2 separate regions of the Ovis aries genome follow, and region 2 is linked to region 1. A link is a contact called in public Hi-C data. All regions are on one chromosome and are shown on one strand. Each heading gives the region's core, a stretch centred on a gene start, on an enhancer-like site or on the middle of the called end of the contact. The rest is flanking DNA. Distances are from core to core; before and after follow the strand shown. Region 1 holds the start of CSK (C-terminal Src kinase). Region 2 holds the start of CLK3 (CDC like kinase 3).

Region 1 (3,216 bases), core at 478-2,977:
TTCCGCCATAGGATAGCTCTGTGGGGCCCGTGCATGTATTGATTTCCCTCCTGGGCCAGGATTCAGGGAAGTGAACAAATCTATTTCATTTCTGCTCTGAAGAGGTGGAGCCAGGATGCAAATACAAGTTTATTTGACTCCAAAGTTCACATTCAGGCCACAGCAAACCCACGGGAAGAAGTCAGACATGTTTGGGAGGAAAGGAAGAGGGACTGGTGACAAAACTGAAATGAGGGATCCTCACAGCCCTTTCTGGAGAAGGCAGTGGCCCCCCCACTCCAGTACTCTTGCCTGGAAAATCCTATGGACAGAGGAGCCTGGTAGGCTGCAGTCCATGGGGTCACTAAGAGTCGGACACGACTGAGCGACTTCACTTTCACCTTTCACTTTCATGCGCTGGAGAAGGAAATGGCAACCCACTCCAGTGTTCTTGCCTAGAGAACCCCAGGGATGGGAGAGCCTGGTGGACTGCCGTCTCTGGGGTCGCACAGAGTCGGACATGACTGAAGTGACTTAGCAGCAGCAGCAGCACAGCCCTTTCCCATTTTGCCAGCTGCTTCAGTGGGGGAGGGGAGATGTCAGGGTGACCCTTCTCAAACCTTTTGCAGAGCTGCTGAAGTGCTTTCCTTTAGGCTGAGGGGTGGCTCCATCCAGTCCCACTTTATCATTCCGTCTTGACCTCAGAGGAAAGAAAGGGAAACCAACCAAACTGAGTGCCCTCCCCACCTCCCCCACCCCAAGGCCTTTATCTTGCTGAATCTGCACCATCTCTCTCTCTCTCTTTTTTTTTTTTTTTCTCACCAACTCTTGCAAGAGAGGTGCATTTTGAACTTGATCTTATGGAGGAGGAAACTGAGCTCAGAGACATTAAGTAACTAGACCAAGGTCACACAACTAGGAAGTGGTTCAGCTGAGATTTAACTTTACTGTGAGAACCCCAAATCCATGCTTTTTTCCTATTACACCACAGCTGTCTCTAAGACTTACTGGACATCTCCTCAAAGGGCAGTGGTGTGACTACATTTACTTCCCTCCTTGCAGGGCTGGCTTCTTACTGGAAATTGGCCCAGGGGTGCATTCGGTCAGAGAGCCATCCTGTAGTTTGTCCGGGGAGGCACACCCAGCTCAGCCCTTTGCAATGTACAACCACACTGTCTTCTCAGCTGGCTCTCCCACAAGACCCTTGACTGTCCTTCTCACTCCTGAATCCCTCACTTCTCTTGAATTTCACCTCCTGTACACCTCCTTTCCCCATCACAGAATGGCCTTCTCCTGCGCCCATCCAACCCTGAACCTCCCTTCAGGACCCAGTCCCTAGGAAGTGCCCTGCCTCCCACCTACACTGGAGTCTCTGGTCTCTCCTCCATCCTCACCGCCCCCCCTCACCCCCAACTCTACACTCCCCCCTCACACACACACACACGCTCATTGTCTGCTCCTGAGCTCAGAGCCCATCACACTCTGTCCTTCATTAACAATAATATATAGGAAGAAATGATACCTAGCTAAGGGCTGACTAAGTGCCTGCCACTGCACACTAAGCACTTTAGACATATTAACTCATTTCCTCCCCCATGGAACCTTAAGAAGTTGGTGCTATTACTTTCCCCATTTGGTAAACTAGAGCACAGAGAGGTTAAGTAACTTTCCCAGGGTCACATAGTCACTGACAACTTCCTCATTGCCTCCAGGCTGAAAACAAAGTCCAAGAAAGTCCCATAAGGCCTTTTGGATTTCTCTGTGCTCTGTGGCTTGAGGGGACCCCATCTCCCACGACTTAACAGGACCTACCCTGCAAACTTGCAGCCATACTGAGCCATTTACAGTTCCCAGAGCCGTCAGGGGGCTTCCCTGGTGACTCAGACAGTAAAGAATCTGCCTGCAATGCAGGAGACCGGGGTTCCATCCCTGGGTTGGGAAGATGCCCTGGAGGAGGGCACGGCAACCCCTCTCCTGCATTCTTGCCTGGAGAATCCCCATGGACAGAGGAGTCTGGTGGGCTACAGTCCACAGATCGCAAAGAGTCGACAAGACTGAGCCCAGCACAGAGGGGTCAAGCGCTTCCACCTCCCCCGACCTTTGCCCATGCTTATTCCTTCTGCCTAAAGTCCCAGCTCTATCAAGTCTCCCCTTTGGCCCTCCCCTCTTTTCTGCTTCCTGTGGGCCTTGTACACCCCTTCTTCACTTCTGTCAACTCTTTCCTAGCGCTTGACTGTTGGCCTGTCGGTGCTAGGAACTCCTTGACAGCCACCAAGCGGCCCGGCGGGTAGACTCCAGAACAGGGCCTGTCACACTGGCAGCGCCAGGAAATCCTTGCGAACGGATGAATGCTCCTGCGGGTGAGGGTCCTTGTGCACAAACAGATCCGAGCAGAGGGCCCGAGGCCTGGCCTCCGTCGCTTGTACATCGGGGAAGGCTTGGAGGCTGCTCCAAGGCGGGCTGGCCGGACCTCCCTGAGGGACCTTCGGGAGCCTCCAACGCGGGCGGGCAGGCGGGGGCAGGGCGCGCGCGCGGACACACCCCCCGCAGTGTCCCCGGCGCCCGGCAGGGGGCGCTGCTCCGTCGGCCCACGCCCCGCCGCGCGCCGGGCCGGCTCCCTCGCGCAGGCGCGGTGCCGCGGGCGGAGGATCCGGGCCGCGCTTCCTCTCGCCAGGCCTGCGAGCTTCCTCCCAGCGGAGCCCAGGGCGAGCCGAGCTTGGCCGCTGCTGCCGCCGCCGCCGCCGCCGCCGCGACCGCCGCCGCCCTCCCGCTCTCGCCCCAGCCCGCACCCCGCGCGGAGGTCTTGCTGGGGTGGGGTCCGAGCGGGGCGGTCTCCCGGCCGCGCCGCCGTCGGGGCCACCCCCCCGCCCCCCCGGCCAGCGGTCCCTCCCGCCCCAGCCAGCCTGTGGCCGCCGGAGCCTCCGGGGCGTGGAACGCGGGGACCTTCTGCGGCGCCCCGAACCAGCGTCCGGGGCCGCCCCGGGCAGCCGGCGCGACGTCCCCGCATCGAGCCTCGGTGGCGGCGTTCGGAAGCGGAACTCTGCCGGGGCCGCGCCGGCTACATTGTTTCCTCCCCCCCGACTCCCTCCCGCCCCCTCTCCCCCGCCTTTCTTCCCTCCCCGACCCGGGCCGCGCGGCCATCCCCCTGCCTCTGTCTGGCCGTCCCTCCTCCCCCTCCTCTCGCACCCAGACCTCTTTGTACCTCACCACCCGGGGACCCCTGCGCCCCTCCCCTCC
Region 2 (3,216 bases), core at 514-3,013, 170 kb before region 1:
GGCTAGTGGGAAGAGGGTCCGACTTACCCCCTCAGAGCCTGGTGCCCACAGCAGGGCTAGGGACAGAAACCTCTCTGAGCTGTTCCTCCCTCAGCTGCCAATGTGATCCCGGCTTCCAGGAGCCACAGGATCTGCGGGCAGCACAAAGAGGTGGGAGGAGATATCAGAGTCCTCCCACCGCGACTGAGTGGATGAAACCCTTAGAAGAAACCTGGCTGTTGTGGCCATAGGCCATGGGCCAAGCTTCGAGGCCCACGCAAGAATGGCAGTTCGGACTCCTAAAGGCCCAGGATCTAGGGGCGCAGGCTTCCAGGCTCTCGGGCACCAACTGCACACTAGAAGCGGTTCCTGAATTTTTATACTGGGGAGTTGGGTGCATTTGGTTGGAGGGGGACCAGGAGCCGGTTTCAGGCTGCAGCAGTATAGCAAGCACCCCGTTTTTATTTAACTTCGGTTGTTTACTTCCAGTAGGGATGGTGGAACTAGTGGAGATTTTGGGGGTACTAAGCACTCGCTCGAGCCACGCCGTCAGACGCCAGTTTAAAGAAGAGCCAAAGGTTAGACACTGGAGAGCTCCTTACTCCGAGGGGGCGGCTCCGCTCCTGCCGAGCTTGGTTGGCGGGGAGGCTAAGCCTCGCGTCTCGGGCGTGCCCAGCTCTCATTGGGGCGGGACCAGGACTGGGCCGGGGAGAGGGCTGGCGGGTACCCGGCTTCCGCGGTGTGGTCTGCCGGGGAGGGGCGGGGTCTGCAGAGATGCTGTGTCCCTGGCGTGGCGCGGGGACAATTAGAGGCCGCTTCGCTTAGCGACGCCAGCGAGAGCCCGGGGGCGGGGAGCGCACGCTCGCAAACCTAAAAGACCAGACCTCACTTTTGTCATTTGGAAAACAGGGCCTGGTTAACCGGCCCTGGCCGAGAGCGGAACTGTAGGTGGGCGGGGCTTTGGTGAGCCGCGGTAGAGAGGTTCAGCGAGAGACTCGGGGCGAAATTGCAGCCCAGTCTGGCCGCGGCGGAGCGCAGGGCATTTCTTTGGTGGGGGCTTATGAACTGCGAAACAATGCTGGTCCACTTACTGCCATCCTCCAACGATGCTCTAGGAAAAAGACACACACACCACCATCCCCTTTCTTCCAGACCCCGTCCTATCATCACAGACCCCGCGTACAAGACTGTCCGATATCGGCTCAAACTGCTGTGCACCTACACTGGGGCTTGGGTGTGCCGCCACGGCTTAAAAAAAATAAAAAACCTGCACAAAGAATAAGGTCTCATTTGCTTCTTCCACATAACCGGTAGTTGGGACCGTCTGCTCGAGTCTCCGTGATCTTTAGCGCCCTCCTGGGCCCCGGAGCCAGGCGTTGCGCTCAAGCCCCGCCTGGTTTTCACGGAGGCGACAGCGAAACAATGCCCTCTTCCCGGCGCGCAGGAAGGGACAGACAGGCACCGGCGGGGTTGGGGCTCCAGCTTTGGGCTCTCGGAGCTGTCCGCCACGGGCTGGGCCCCCGTAGCGTCTTTAGGGCCTACGTGCGACGCGACACGGTGGGAGGGCGGACCGCGGTCAAGGACTTCCCCTCGACCCTAGAGGAACCAGGTTCTGCCGCTGCTCCTCGGAGCCGTACAGAGAAGACAGGTCCTCCAGAGCCTTCGAGTCGGGGGTTAGAGCGGCCTCGGGGCTGAGCCAGGTCTAGCCCGGGCTGAGGACGGCTGCGTCACGGGAGGGGCGGGGCTGCCACGGGCGGAGGCCGGAGCCGGAAGCGGAAGAGGCGCTCGGAGCGGGGAGTGGGGCCTAGCAGCAGCTTGAGCCTGGGAGACCGTGAGTGTGGGGCCCGGGCCCGCGACGGGAGCAGTGGAGGGCGGTGAGTCGGCGGGGAGGGCGCGCTAGGGGTGGGTCCCGGGGCTCTTGGTTCGGTCTCGGGCTACTCCCTTTCGTTTTCTTCTCGGCCCTCCTCAGGCCGCTGCCCCGACCTCTCACCCCTGACCCGCCGCTTCTTCCCCAGAGGGTGATTACCACAGACCCCGACCGCTCGCTCCCGCGAGTCGGCGTCCGAGCGTGAGAGGCCTGAGGCCCCTGCAGAGATCCATTCAGTTTTGGCCCTGTAGCCTGCCCGCGGAATGGGGTCGGGGCCCTACCTGGAATACCCTGGAGGGGCTTTCAGACCCTCCCCTCCCCCTGGCTCGAGGCTTAGTTCGCAGACACCTTCCCCGCGCGGCTTGGAGTTTGATTCGAGCCCAAGCTGGCCTGCCTCCCCCCACCCCCCACCCGCCCACCCCAGGTCGCCCCTCGCATCCACTGGCGGCGGTTACGGGGGACGGGGCTCTGAGATCTCTGGGACCCGAGCGACAGGAAGGGACGCGAGCGAGGGCCGCAGGCCCCCTGCTTGTTTTGTTGTGATGATGGATCCGCTCCAGCACTGAGGAGGGGCCAGGCCCAGCTGACAGTACAAATGCCCGGGCTGCTCCTCGCTCCGGGAGTCTCTGTGCTTTAGTTCCGGGTGCGGGTGTCCTGGCGTAGGGCTGGGGTGGGAATCGCCTGAGCCAGGGCTCCGTCGAAGCGGAGTTGGCAGCCTTCCAGCTTCCCTCCTCCATGCCCTTGAAAAGGAGGAGCGTTTCACCCGGTGGTGGCGGCTTGCAAGGTGGCAGGTTTGAGGTTGCAGTGGTGGGGCAGCGTCAGCCAAAAATAACCGTGGGGCGCTGGGGTGGCAGGGATCCGGGCGGGCAGCCGCTGACCTGGCTGGCTGCTCTTCTTGTCAGCCCAGTTCTCTGGCCAGGAGCAGCAAATGAGATGTAAGCTTGTGCTCAGAAAAAAGCTGGCATCCTCTGCCTGGTTTTCTTCGCATTACCTTTTTCTTCATTGTGCAGAGCAGAGCCTTCCAGAGCATAATTGTGGCCCTTACCTTCTTTTAACAATCTGTTTGCAGAGGTCTAAGAATTAGAGATAATTGACGAGAAATGGGCCCTAGAGCCCTAGCTGGAAATAATGAGCATCTGGTATTTCCAATATTTCAGCTGCCTAGAATGTGTTAAAGGAAGTTATATTCTCTATGATTGCCTTGTGTGTGGTGTTTTATATAGCTCTTATACTTGTCCTCTCCTTTGCCAAGTTGGCTGGGAGGTCGTGTTATCTCCTTTTTCCAGATACGGTAACCAAGGCCCAGAGTGACTTGTAAGAGGTTAAGAGACCAGTAAGCAGCAGCACTGGGATTTTGTTCAGGGTTTTCT

The links. Hi-C and Micro-C count contacts between places; a contact is called where the count stands out from the background.
Region 2: a contact with region 1 is called in a Hi-C map of liver, with 6 times the contacts expected there. The contact joins the promoter of CLK3 here to the promoter of CSK in region 1. A contact is called at or near these places in 3 of 16 Hi-C or Micro-C datasets (blood, hypothalamus and liver).

Annotation. Positions count from the first base shown.
Region 1 is chr18:31,552,167-31,555,382 of ARS-UI_Ramb_v3.0, reverse strand. It overlaps CSK (C-terminal Src kinase), which reads left to right and starts at 1,727. Exons shown (of 13, transcript XM_042235240.1): 1 at 1,727-3,216. The coding sequence starts at 2,324. LOC132658084 (a long non-coding RNA gene) reads right to left here and starts at 1,653. Exons shown (of 3, transcript XR_009597095.1): 1 at 600-1,653.
Region 2 is chr18:31,725,344-31,728,559 of ARS-UI_Ramb_v3.0, reverse strand. It overlaps CLK3 (CDC like kinase 3), which reads left to right and starts at 1,763. Exons shown (of 13, transcript XM_027957185.3): 1 at 1,763-1,853. LOC132658085 (a long non-coding RNA gene) reads right to left here and starts at 1,710. Exons shown (of 2, transcript XR_009597096.1): 1 at 1,071-1,710; 2 at 1-131.